Linked DNA regions of Mus musculus: region 2 is linked to region 1. The links are chromatin contacts, called in public Hi-C maps. All regions are on one chromosome and are shown on one strand. The core of a region is the stretch at or near the end of the contact, and the rest is flanking DNA. Distances in the headings are between cores, read along the strand shown. Region 1 overlaps Traf3ip3 (TRAF3 interacting protein 3). Region 2 has its middle 13 kb from the start of Camk1g.

Region 1 (6,240 bases), core at 2,765-5,264:
GATTTTGGAATTTCCAATAATCACCCCCTTCATCTAGTGCTCTGTTCTGTGGATGAATCTTCCTCACTCCACTGGAAACAATTTCCAAACAGGGGACACACTGCTGTTTTAAAGAAAAAGTTCAGGGGATCTGAGGACTTGGTGTTCTAAAAGAGTGCATTTGCATTAGATGTTTCCCCTGCTTAAGGACCAAGGAAAATTCCCCCAAATCAGATAAAATAGATTTGCAGATCCAGTAAAGTATTGACGGCCCTTGTTACCTCCTCTTTTTGCCTTGTGGTTTTGGGGAAGGCAGGCAGCTTTTATGGTCAGTTCTAGACCCATCTGGGTAAGTCCAGACAACGAAGGTTAAGGAGAGGATCATTAGCAATCATTTTGTCTCACCTTGGGATTGTCTGGAATTTTATTTTTGTATCTGTAAGGGTACTCTGCTTTTTGGAATTTTCATTAAAAGTCAAACTCAAGAGAAACTGGTTGAAGCCAAACATGGTGATGTCCTAGTTACTAGATTTAATTGTAGTAATCACAGGTTAGCTTCATTTCCAATAGAAAAATTAATAGACTACGTTGGCATAGCTGCTTCTATCTGTGACTCTAGCACTAAGGAAGCTGGTGGGAGGGTCACAAGTTCAAGGTCAGCCTAATAACTACACCTTTCTCAACAACAAACAAATTAAAGATTTGCATTCTGGCTTACATGCTTGTCACTTAAAAGTCTGATGGGCATATTTTAACTAAGAGCCTAACAAAGCAGCTCACATTGAAAACAAGCAAACATGTAGACCTGGAAACCTATAGACCAGTGAGTGGTTTTCAGCTTCCTCATGCCGCAACACTTTAATACAGCTCCTTATGTTGTGGTGAGCCCAACCATAAAATGTCTTTCACTGTTACTTCATAACTGTAATTTTGGTACAGCTATGATAATTGTAATGTAAATAGTTTTGGAGATAGAAGTTTGCCAGAGGGGTCATGACCCACAGGTTAAGAACTGCTGCTATAGACACTATAAACTATTCTCAGCTGCATAGGAAATTACTGATCCCTCTGGTGCCACATGAGAGAAGCCCAACCATTCCCTTCCTACTTATGTTTCCTTCAATATTTCTTACACGCACGTGTGTGTGTGTGTGTGTGTGTGTGTGTGTGTGTGTGTACTTGCCACATACACAGAGTGTGTGTAGAGGTCAGAGGACAACTTGTGAGGGAGATGCAGATCTTTCCTCCTACTATATGGATCCCAGAGACTGAACTCAGGCCTTTAGGCTTGGTGGTAAGCACCTACTAAGCCTTCTTGCTGGCCCCTGTTCTCCCATCTCTCCACCTGTCAGGGGGACTGATTTTCTTTTATTGTAACATGGGGATAGGCCAAATCAAGAGATTACTGGAGTTGAACACTTACATCACTTTCTTTAGACTCTTGAGTTTTTGCTTTCTCAGGGTTCCTGCTAAAGAAAACAAACACAAACAAACAAACAAAACCCCTTCTTCCTGAGATGAAAACTATTTTTGTGATTTTCTGTTAGACCCTCTTCACCTGTCCTCAGATTGGGTTCTGTGGAGACTGACTGTGTGGTGTGAACCTTTACCAACGGCTTCTCCCTATATTTCCTTAGGAGCCAGCAACATGTTTAGTGTTGGAATCCCTTCCCAGGGTACAAAAGCATGCATGGTAGGACAAAGAAGGGCAGTTGGAGGTGGTTACACGGCCAATTAGGGACAGCATGACATAGACAAGCACAGTGAGGTAAGAGTTAGTGTGCTAATCTCCATTTGGTAGCATTTCTAGAAGGCAGAGCTAAGATCCAAACATTTCAACTTTATTGACATTAATGTGCTGGAAATTAGTGTTCTCCAGGATGCTTACCTGCAGGCAGGTGTAGAGCTGGTTTTCTAGGGATCTTAGTTTGCCCTTCAGCTTGTCTTCATTAAGCTGTCCCTAAAATAAACAGGATTAGTTAGTAAGCTAAGGAAAAAACAACCAACCAACCAACCACAAAGAGGCTTGTTACATCTCTCCAGCCCTGTCCCACAGCCAAAGCTTGGTGCTGTGGGTTGAACCCCTCTAGGTGCAGAGATGGCTAAGGCACTCTGAGGGGAAGTTGGTTTTCTCTCTGTAGGCCTAGGGTGATCCTGATTGGCCCCAAATTCTCTTTGTATCTTGAATTTCTCTAACAAATGGCCCAGACAGCAAAGAAGGCCATAGAGAGGGAGGTTTCTAAACTGCCCCCTACCCCCAGCTTTCCTTGCCTTCTCTCATCCTGGACCTGGACCTTTGTCTGTAGAGCACAGGTATGAAGCTAAATGAGGTCTTTGCTCCTGGGGAGGATCTGATTTGTTCCAGCTCCTTGTTAGGGGTTGAAGTGTGTTTGTTCACCCTTCAGTTTGTATGCTGCAGTGAGCTACAGTATTCTATGTAGAACGGGAGCATATTTGGAGGTTGTGATGGTTTAAATATGCTTGGCCCAGGGAGTGGCACTATTAGGAAGTGCGAACTTGTTGGAGTAAGTTTGTCACTGTGGTCATGGGCTTAAGACCCTCATCCTAGTTGTCTCGAAGCCAGTATTCTGCTAGAAGCCTTTAGTTGAATATGTAGAATTCTCAGAGCCTCCTGCACCATGTCTGCCTGCATGCTGCTATGTTCCCACCTTGATGATAATGGACTGAACCTCTGAACCTGTAAGCCAGCTCCAATTAAATATTGTCCTTATAAGAGTTTCCTTGGTCATGGTGACTGTTCACAGCAGTAAAACCCTAAGACAGAGGCTGTACCTTCAATGAAGTTAAATGCAGTCAAATGAATTTAGTCTAGTCTGGTAGTGTTTTTCTAAAACAAGACCAGAACACAAGGTTAAACTGAGGGAAGACCACAGAAGACAAGATGGGTGTTGGCAGCCCATTCAGCAGGAGGGGAGACTGGTACTGGTGATACCTTGATTTCAGGGCCCAGGACAGTGGGGCAAAGGTTTCTGTCATGGCAGTCCTTGCATTTCACACCCTTCATATCCACTGAGAGTTCCTAGAGCCCCTCAGAATGTTCAACTCTCTTGTATGTAAATGTGTACTTTTATCTAAGGCGTATGTATATCTTCCTGTATGCTTAAAGTCGTCCCTGACTCTCACACACAGTACACTGGAAATACCATGGAAATGTCAGCTATAACGTATGGACTTGGCACTAATTACAAGAAAGACAAGAAAAACAGGATTTCCCCCCCCACCCCCTTTCAGTTATACTCGATCCAATGTTGGTTGAATCTGAGGCTTTGGAACCTGTGGCTGTAGAGGAATGACTACTGGTGTGTGTGTTCCTCCCTATCTGGCAGGACTCCTGAGAAATTCCTTGAAAAGTGAGAAATGGACCTACAGATACGAAACAGAGTAGGTGTGGACACGGGGAGGGGTAAGAGGGCCTCTTGGAAAGTCACAGAGCGATTCAGAAGCTGGGTCAACCTAATAGTCTGTCCCTGCCCCGTCCCGTGAGCCCCAGGTCCTGAGGTGCCTCGTGGCACTTTAAGGTAGGTATCCCTTGATCTAGGACCAAGCAGAGAAAGATGAGCAGAGGTGCAGTTCTGGCTTCTAGTCTTGTAGCATTTCAGCTATAAGATCCTTGTACCTGCATACATTGGAGCGTTTCACCTACTTTGCTGATCTTTGTACCTGTGTACACCCCCCTTGCCAGCCTTGAATTTTACCCAGGGGACATCTGTCTGGAGTAGTGGGGGTGTCAGTAATGAGAGTATGTTTTTTAGAGATAGAGCTGTGAGCAGTTAGTCTGTAGTGGTTTTCATATTCCTTCTCTGACTTGTCTACCCAAGTTCTGTGGGACTCTTGGAGTCCTTTCTCCAGGCCTGGATGTTGTGGCTCCTGGTGTCAAACTGACTTCCAGCCCTCATGGCTAAAAAGACTAGGGTGGAAGAGGGTGTCTGGGATGAGGTGGGCCTCCCTTTCTGGGAGTCGGGTGCCTGGGGAAGACAGGGAGTGGCATCGCACAGCTCCCGTTTGATCTTATTTGTTTAATTCTTCTAACTGTAGGGACCAGGGGGAGCCCCCACCCTTTCTGCTTCCTGTGTTATTCAGCTGGGCCTTGCAAAAGCAAAAATCTTTGCCAAAAACAATTTTCTAAAGTGCCTCCTACTATTAATGTTTTTCTCAGCCGCATGTGGGAAAGAGCAGAGAGAAAGGGATTTGGCATTTACAATAACCACAGGGCTTGGGACCAATGAGAGAGAAGGACAAAGGCTTCCACTGTTCGGGCGCAGGGGTAAGAGGTAGAACAGCTGCATTCCCCAGAGGGGCCTGTTCACTGTCAGTCTGGCGGCAACACACTAAGCTGGCCCCACCCCGCCCTGCTCTGCGTTGGTCTTCCCACTAACTGCATGCACTTTTCTTTGCCCAAAATCTACAGTGCAGAAGCCAGCCAAACCCACCAAGTTTAAAGACCAGGATCATCTCCTTATAGCGTGGAAGGGACACAAGCCCCAGACAGAGTCCTTGGAATGTCCTCTGGGCACCTTCCTATTCTGTAGTATCATGCTCAATTCAGTGTTTTCCTCTCCCAAGGGTTTATGTATCTCAGCCAACCCCCAGATTATTTTTCCATTTATGTTGCAATGCAAGACAATTTACAGTATCCCCTTTCAAGTAGGAATAGGGGCTGCCACCCAAGTCTAGGGCATGAACAAAATCTCTTGTACATAGAGCTCTGCTTCCCAGACTCCATAAGGCAAGCAGGAAAGTCCCAGCCATGTTCACGTTGCTGCAAGTGGAGCACAGGATTTCCTGCCCCCGCACCCTGACTCTACCCATGCTGACGACTGTGTTAGAGTATCTGAGAAGCTCTAAGGCTACAGACCTTACCCCAGGAGCCTGGAGCATCTTGGAAAGGAGAGGAAGGCAGTGAGGAGGCCACACACACACACACACACACACACACACACACACAGAGTGTTGATCCAAGGCTTTAGATCCTGCTACTGTTTGATCCTCCTGCCTCAGCTCTGTTTCCAGAAACGCCACACCTTCACCACAGAAGCCCCTTCCCATGGCTGCTCATCTCTCCCCTAACAGCTTGCATACTGGGTGAAGCCTGTTCCCTCTGTGTTGTCATCTCAGGATCTCAGTTATGCTTTGCAGAACTTAAAGCCCCAGTGCTCCACTCCTGCTTCCTCTGCAGGCAGAGCTACTTTTGTTCCAGTGGCCAGACCCCAGCTCTGGGTTCTCAGCAGTTCCTAGGGATGTCTTCAGGGGCACCAACCCTGGGGTTCTCCTGTAGATCTTACCATGAACATCCTTGCATGAGAAGCTGCAGATTCATATGTGGACCCGAATGGAAAGGACAAAGTAGACACTGGGCTTAAGCCTGAGTCCCAGGTCTGACCTCATTCATTCAGCTACTTTCCTAACACCATCAAATGAGGCCACGGTCCAATGGCTTACTGCAGTTGTCTCAGGAGGGGTGGAATTGGAAGTGTTTTGTTTTGGGAGAAGTAAGGGTTCTCAAGTGAACAGTTATGGATGACTTCTTAAATACAGGAAGCTAGAAGCTTGGGGTGGGAGAAACAAGAGAAGTGTGTGTGTGTGTGTGTGTGTGTGATGTGTGAGACCTGGGAAAGGTGGGAAGATGGGAGCGAGGAACCAAGCTGGAGCCTGGGGAAGAGCCTGGGATAAAATAACACCCTCCTCCAACTTTATGATAGAAATAGCTTAAAAAGGAAGGCAGGGGCTTAACATATAGCCCAGGCTGGCCTGGAGTTTGGAATCCTCCAGTCTCAGATTCCTGATATCTACATGAATAGCTCTTACAGTATCTGCCTCATTCCCACTAAGCACAGTTGGCCTGGGCTTTCTAGACTTCTCCAGGGCCCCACCCCTCACTCAGCTGGGCCTTTGATTAGAGAAGCTATGAACACAGATCAGATCATTCCTTTCTGTTCGGTTCTCTAGTGAACAAGCTGCTCCAAACAGGCAGGTTTCTCAACCTGGGTGAGGTATGCAGTTTCATGGTTTGGCCGTTCCAAAACAAAATGTCCGCTGTGACACTCATGCACACACACATACAAATATGTATTTATGCGTGTTTGTGTGTCTTTTCATTAAATCTGAAACAAACCTTAACCGGAAAGGTTCAAGTCTCCTGTTCTGAAACTGTGAGAGAGGTCTTTGTGTGGTGCTGTTCAGACAGGATCCCTTCCTGTCCATGGCTTTGGGCTATACCCAGTGCTCTGCACACCTTGGCCC
Region 2 (6,240 bases), core at 1,278-3,777, 190 kb after region 1:
ACCATCTGCACCTGCTGCTGAAGCTGTGAGGGTTCACGAGCCCACCTGTCAGTCAGCCAGACCCCTGACCACTACTTTATCATTATCTCTTCTGAGTGAACGCAGAGCTGCACTCCAAGTATCTGAGGATAACCCTGAACTTCTGATCCTTCTGCCTTTTGATAGTTCTGGATTATTAACCTGATGATATCTAGGATCATCTATGAGAACAGTCTGTGCACACCTGTGGGGAGTTATCTTGCTTAGGGTGATGTAGGATGAAGACAGTGGTACCATTCCCTGCACTGTATAAGAAAGAGGACATGAGCTGATGTTTAGTCATGGGTATCCTACTAAAGGGGCTTCTAGGCTCCTTGATGGAGAATTGTCACATGGCCAGACAGGGGACCACCTGTACCTGCTGCTGAAGCTGTAGACCTCACTGCAGCTGGCAGACTGAGAAATGCATATGTGCTTTCTGACTGTGGATGAGACGTGACCAGCTACTTCAGGCGCCTGCTGTCTTGACTTCCTTGCCATTGCAGATTGCACTCTTAAACTGTGAGCTGGAATAGAGCTTTTCTATCGCAAGCTGTTTTTGTCAAAGTGTTTTATCACAGTAACGAGAAGAGGCACATGCCCCCACCTCCTGTGTGCTGGGATTACAAGCATGTATCACCACACCTAGCTCTCCACAGCACCATGCTGTTCATTCTGAACTATCACTCTGCCAACTAAGCCGCCATCTCCAGCTTTAAATGTCAAATTCTCTTAACAACAGGGACTGCACCATACTCATCCTTGTTGCCTTAGTTCTCAGGAGATGCCTAGCACATGGTAAATATTACAAAGAACCCAATATGCCAGGTCTCCTAGGAGGCTGGTGAGGAGGGCCTGCAGGAAGCTCTGAGCAGAGCCTGGGAAAGAACCTCTATGTGTGTCCACTGTTAGACTCAGATAAAACCATCAGTTTCCTATGGAGAAATCCCAACAACATGCAGGCCAGCCAGCTTTCTTGGTGAAGTCCTCTGAGGTATAGTCTTCTTAACCCTGGAGAAGACATTGCTGGTAAGAGGGGACCTTGTGTAGAAGCAGGGCCATGGGACAAGCAATGAGTTGAATTCAGATGACATCATACTGCAGAAAGGTTGATGTTTGGACACAGACATACACACAGGAGGGGGTTCCATATGCAGATGACAGAGACACTGGTGTTTCTTCTGGAAGCCAAAGACACCTAAGACTGCAAGCAAACCCATCCAAAACTAGGAGAGAAAACAGAGAACACGCTCTCTCTAGATTTCCTGAAGGCTGCAGCTCTGTGAGCTCCTAGATCCCACGGCAGCTCTAACTTCCCTCCACCCTGTAGGGTGTGAAAACTCAACTTGGGTGGGTGTAGCAAGGAAACAGAGTCAGCTGGCAGGTCTGTTACACCCTGGAAGGAAAGCATGGAGACTCGCTCCTGCCCTCTCCAGCCAGGGCTATTGCTGGTGGTGTGGAATCGTCTTCACTCCTCCTGTTTTTTTGTTCTCCATCTGGAAACCCCCTCCCCCATGAGCTGTGTGCAGAATGCAGTGTGTCAGAATTCATCACGGGGCCAGCTGTTGCTGTATGTTTTGCGAAGCACAATTCCCACTTTGGGTCTGCCTGACAGCACACTTGTAAGAAAGCAAAGCTCCGTTTTGTGGTTTTGTGCTTTTAACTACCTAGAGACATGTTCATAAGAGCTGATTTGGCCACAGTTCCGTGGGACTATGCCTTTAGGAATGCCAAGCCCACTCCTAAGCTGGCTGGAGACCCTTCACAGTCTAGAGTGACTGCCTGGAGCCGGCAATAATTCCCAGACATTTCTCTCAGCAGAATCCCAGTGGTAGAGGTGCCTTTGAGATAGCAACAGAAGAGCTGAGTGGAATGTGGGGATGGGGTGGAGTACGGGCTGACTGTGTATCTTTGATAGCGTTTTTAAACACAATAGCCAGCACTAAGCTCCACCTGCTTTAGGGTTTCTATTACTTGGGAGGAAAGTGTTTATGTCAGCTTATTGTTTCACATCACAGTTCATCCCTGAGGAAGCCAGGGCAGGAATACCGGAGGCAGGATCTCAGACGGAGGCTGTCTGCTTTCTTTCAGCCAGGACCACCAGCCCAGGGGTGGCCCCACCCACAATGGGCTGGACTTTCCCACGTCAATCATTAGCTAAGACAGCGCGTCACAAGCTTGCCCACAGGCCGCTTTTATGGAGGCATTTTCTCAACTGAGGTTCCCTCTGTTTAGGTGGTCCTAGCTTGTGTCCGGTTGACAAAAACACAAACAAACAAACAGCTGGCACAAATGAAAACTAGATTTCGAGGAGATTGGACTTTCACAAGAAAACCTGGAAATGGGGAGGCTGAGTACCAAGGAAAAAGCGACACCGGAAGCCAATGGTTGACTCCCTGAGGTGCGCTAACAAGGACCATGAGTTATTCTGTGTTTGGATTAGCAGACCCCTCCTGATGAGATGAGAAGCTCTCAGAGGTCTCAAGGAAGGGATGGCTAGCCTGGATGGCAGTTCAGGTTCCGAGTGCAGGACCAGAGCCCTCTGCTGGCCATCTAGAGCTCAGCCAGTGACCTGTTTTTGGACTTCCACTCATTCCAGCAACAAGGGCAAAATACAAGCCCAAGGCCCAGGAACAGGTCCTCTCCCCACATTTATGTTTCCCAATTCCACTTTTCAGTTTAAAAAAATATATTATTGTTGGGTGGGCTTGAGCCACTGATGAGATAGTTTTTACTTGCATTTTCTTTGCAGTTACAGAAGGCTGCCACTGTGGGGCAGGGTACTCCCCGCTTGTGTCTTTGTCTTTCTCTGTGTCTGTATATTCTTTCTCTCCCCCCACCCGTCTGTGAGTGTGAACATGAGAAAGTGTGTGTGCACGTGTGTGAGAGAGTGTATGGGAACATGTGAGAGAGACGGGGTGGGAGACAGAGACAGAGAGAGAGAGAGAGAGAGAGAGAGAGAGAGAGAAAGAGAGGAGGGGTTCACCCTTATGTCTCCTCTCCAGGCAGAGTGAAAGAGAGGTTAGATTTGGGGGAGGATGCCCAGTTTGCAGCGTATCCCCAGGTAGAATCCCCAGGGAAGGGAAAGAGAAAAGGGGGGAGGAAAGGGAGAATGAGAAGGCTCCAGGGCCATCATTTACAGGTGACCTGTGTGACCAGGGAGGCAACTCCTTGGGAAAATTCAAGAAATGTTTTGTGCTCTCTACTTATTGTCTGGTAAATTGCTAGGAATATTATACTTTTGTGGAGAAGGTGACCAGACAATACCTGGAGGGGTCTTCAGCCATTGTTAGGGCGTCAGCAAGACTGTCTCATATGAACTGGATCTCCCTTTAAACAATGACCTGAGTGCAGACACCTTCTCTGTGGAACTGTTCATAATTGCAATATTTGGGTTTATCTAGAAGGTAGACCTGCCTCCTTTGAAAAATTAGAAGTAATTTCACAGGAATGGAACTGGGCAGTGGCCAAAATCATGGTGCTCTCTAGTGCCAGAGGCTGGGTTACAACCCTGTCTCTCTCACTCACTGACTCTGTGATCCAAGCAAGCGACATCTGTGCTGTGCCTTGGTTTCCTCACTTATAAAAGGGTCACCAAGACGGCTCAGCAGAGAAAGGTGCTTGCAGTGCAAACTTGGCAATCCCTGAGACCCGTGTAGAGGTAGAAGGAGAGGACTGATCCCCTAAAGTCCTCTGACTGCCACACGTGACCTTTCCTACCATATACTCAATAGCGATCATGAAATTAAAATGGAGCTGTAAATGGCACTTACCATACAAGGTTGTTTTGAAAGTTAAAACAATACTGAGCACTATTATTAGAAAAGAATAAGCAATAGCTGTCACCTGTAAACATCACCATCATCATCATCACCACCACCACCATCATCACCATCAGAAAATCATCATCATCACCTTAATCATCGCCCTCATCATCTTAACCATCATCATCACTACCATGACTCTCACCATGATCACCATCACGACCACCATCACTACCATTATCATCGACATGAGGCTATGAATCTTTGTGAGAAAACAGATATGAAGAAGTGTGGTGAACAGCCTGTGTCCACCACTGTCCACTTCATCCCTCCCATCAGCACTGAGGGCTCCCACCTGGAGGGTGGACAGTATTGTGCTCATCACTGTGGGCAGGGGATTGCGGTTTGGTGTGACTTCTGCTGGAGACATTAAATATCCCCATAGGATTGGTCACAGGATAGCTAGAAGCCGCCACTGTGAGGAGCCCGACATCTGTTGGCTCGGATTCTCTGGTGTCTGTGTGGAGCAGAGTTACACTGCTGAGGTCGAGTCAGAAGTCAAATTTTCTACAAATACCTCACAAGTTTTTGATCCATCTCAAGTTTGAGAGTGAAAGAGACAGACAGATTGGCAGGGAGTCCTCTTGTCTCAGGTGCCCTATTAAGAGACCTGCATGCACGCAGGCCGGTACTGTTTAAAGCCCGGTGTTCTTCTATACTTCTTCCCATTGGTAAAGAGATTCAGTATCAGTTTACTTGGAATATTTGGCAACCATTTCCTGAAATTGAACATACCACCTGGACATCTGATCAGTAACCGTTAAAGGATGAATCATGTAGCCGGGAAAGACAGTTCAGTGAGTAAGAGTGCTCGACGTGCAAATGTGAGTTCCTGATTTCAGATCCCAGCACCAAGGGGAAGAGCTGAACAAGGCCACCTGTGTGCCTCTAACCCTATGCTGGGGGATGGGGTGGCAGAGACAGGAGGATTACAGGGGTTCACTGGCCACTGGCCTAGTTAACAAACAAAAGCTACAAAACCCATACCCAATACCACATCTTCCTCTGGCCTTAGTGTGAGTATGGGTAGGTACACTCATCCTTGCAACACACACACAGATGCACAGGCTCACATACGCATGCACACACACACACACATGCAGATGTGCATGCTCACATGCACACACACATGCATACACACATGCAGATGCGCATGCTCACATACACACAATGCAGATGCGCATGCTCACATACACATGCATACACACACAGAGATGCACATTCTCACATACACATGCATACACACACATGCAGATGTGCATGCTCACACACACATGCACACACACAGAGATGCACATTCTCATATACACACGCATACACACACATGCAGATGCACATGCTCATATACATACATACACACACGCAGATGCACACGCTCACACACATGCATACACACAGAGATGCACATTTTCACATGCACATGCATACACACACGCAGATGCACACGCTCACATATGCATGCATACACACATGCATACATACACACATGCTGATGCACATGTTCACATACACGTGCATACACACACAGATGCGCATGCCCACATTCACACACATGCAGATGCACATGCCCACATGCACATGCATACACACACACAGAGGGAGAAATGTTTCTAGTTGCTGATGTGTCTGAGTCATTGGCTCATTGCATACTAGTTCACTCCTTGCTTTATCATTGGTCTTAACCCCAAGTCTTAACCCCTGTTTCACCAAGGCAGCTTGGAGCTTTGCTCCACACATATCCCTAGGTCTGTGTTTCCCCAGCAGAGACTCAGCAAACAGCTATTAGAAGACAATGAAGCAGCAAAGACACTGGCTGGCCTGGCACGTTGTCTGGGCTCTGCTGGTCCCAGATGGCGCTCTTTACAGTGTCTGTAAAGTCCTAGGAAATCTGAACAGATTGCTACAACAAAGTGGGGCAAAGGGGAGACAAAGGACAAGGCTGAGAGGAAACAAGTTAACTCAAGCCCTTTGCTGGGCAGAGCGGCTTCAGAGACATGACAACCTGTGGTCAGTAGAGGGCAGTGTTGCCTCAGCGACTATTTTAATAACCACTTGGCCAGGCTCCAGCTGGCTCTCCAGAGCTTTGGCAGGATTGCTGGAATGGACAGAGGCCAGCCGGTCTGTCCATTTGAACAAAAGCAATAAAGAAGATAGACACCTGTGTACTTACCGTCTACATCCCATATTTCCTGTATAAAGCTTTGGCTTTTCTGTCTATCCTTCCTGCTGCTGGGGAGCCCACCCACCTTGGTGGCCACAGCAAGCGATGGGATCTTTGTTTAGTAAAGTATCTCTTTCTTTCTGCACTGTTTTGATTTTAGCTTCTGAGAAAGGGTTTAACTAGATAGCCAAGGCTGTCCTGGAACTTGTGACCCTTCAGGGTCTCCCTGGAGTGCTG

The links. A called contact is a pair of places that touch in the nucleus more often than the background predicts.
Region 2: a Hi-C map of pro-B cells shows a contact between it and region 1, with 5 times the contacts expected there. The contact joins two enhancer-like sites. A contact is called at or near these places in 7 of 39 promoter capture datasets (the C10 cell line, the HPC-7 cell line, cranial neural crest and 4 more), 1 of 15 datasets of contacts at CTCF or cohesin (large pre-B cells), 2 of 484 Hi-C or Micro-C datasets (muscle stem cells and pro-B cells), 2 of 115 datasets of contacts at active chromatin or transcription factors (effector CD8 T cells and neural tube) and 2 of 9 other capture datasets (adipose tissue and liver).

The regions. Positions count from the first base shown.
Region 1 is chr1:193,185,232-193,191,471 of GRCm38.p6, forward strand. Traf3ip3 (TRAF3 interacting protein 3) reads right to left here. Exons shown (of 16, transcript NM_153137.4): 9 at 1,868-1,939. Among named protein-coding and RNA genes, the nearest start is that of Traf3ip3, 13 kb to the right of the region's middle. Within about 2 kb of position 4,015, at least 190 of the 459 cell types and tissues checked have an H3K27ac peak or open chromatin away from gene starts, as enhancers often do. A contact at or near this core is called in muscle stem cells and pro-B cells, where this site is marked.
Region 2 is chr1:193,380,459-193,386,698 of GRCm38.p6, forward strand. No RefSeq gene overlaps it. Among named protein-coding and RNA genes, the nearest start is that of Camk1g, 13 kb to the left of the region's middle. Within about 2 kb of position 2,528, at least 107 of the 459 cell types and tissues checked have an H3K27ac peak or open chromatin away from gene starts, as enhancers often do. A contact at or near this core is called in muscle stem cells and pro-B cells, where this site is marked.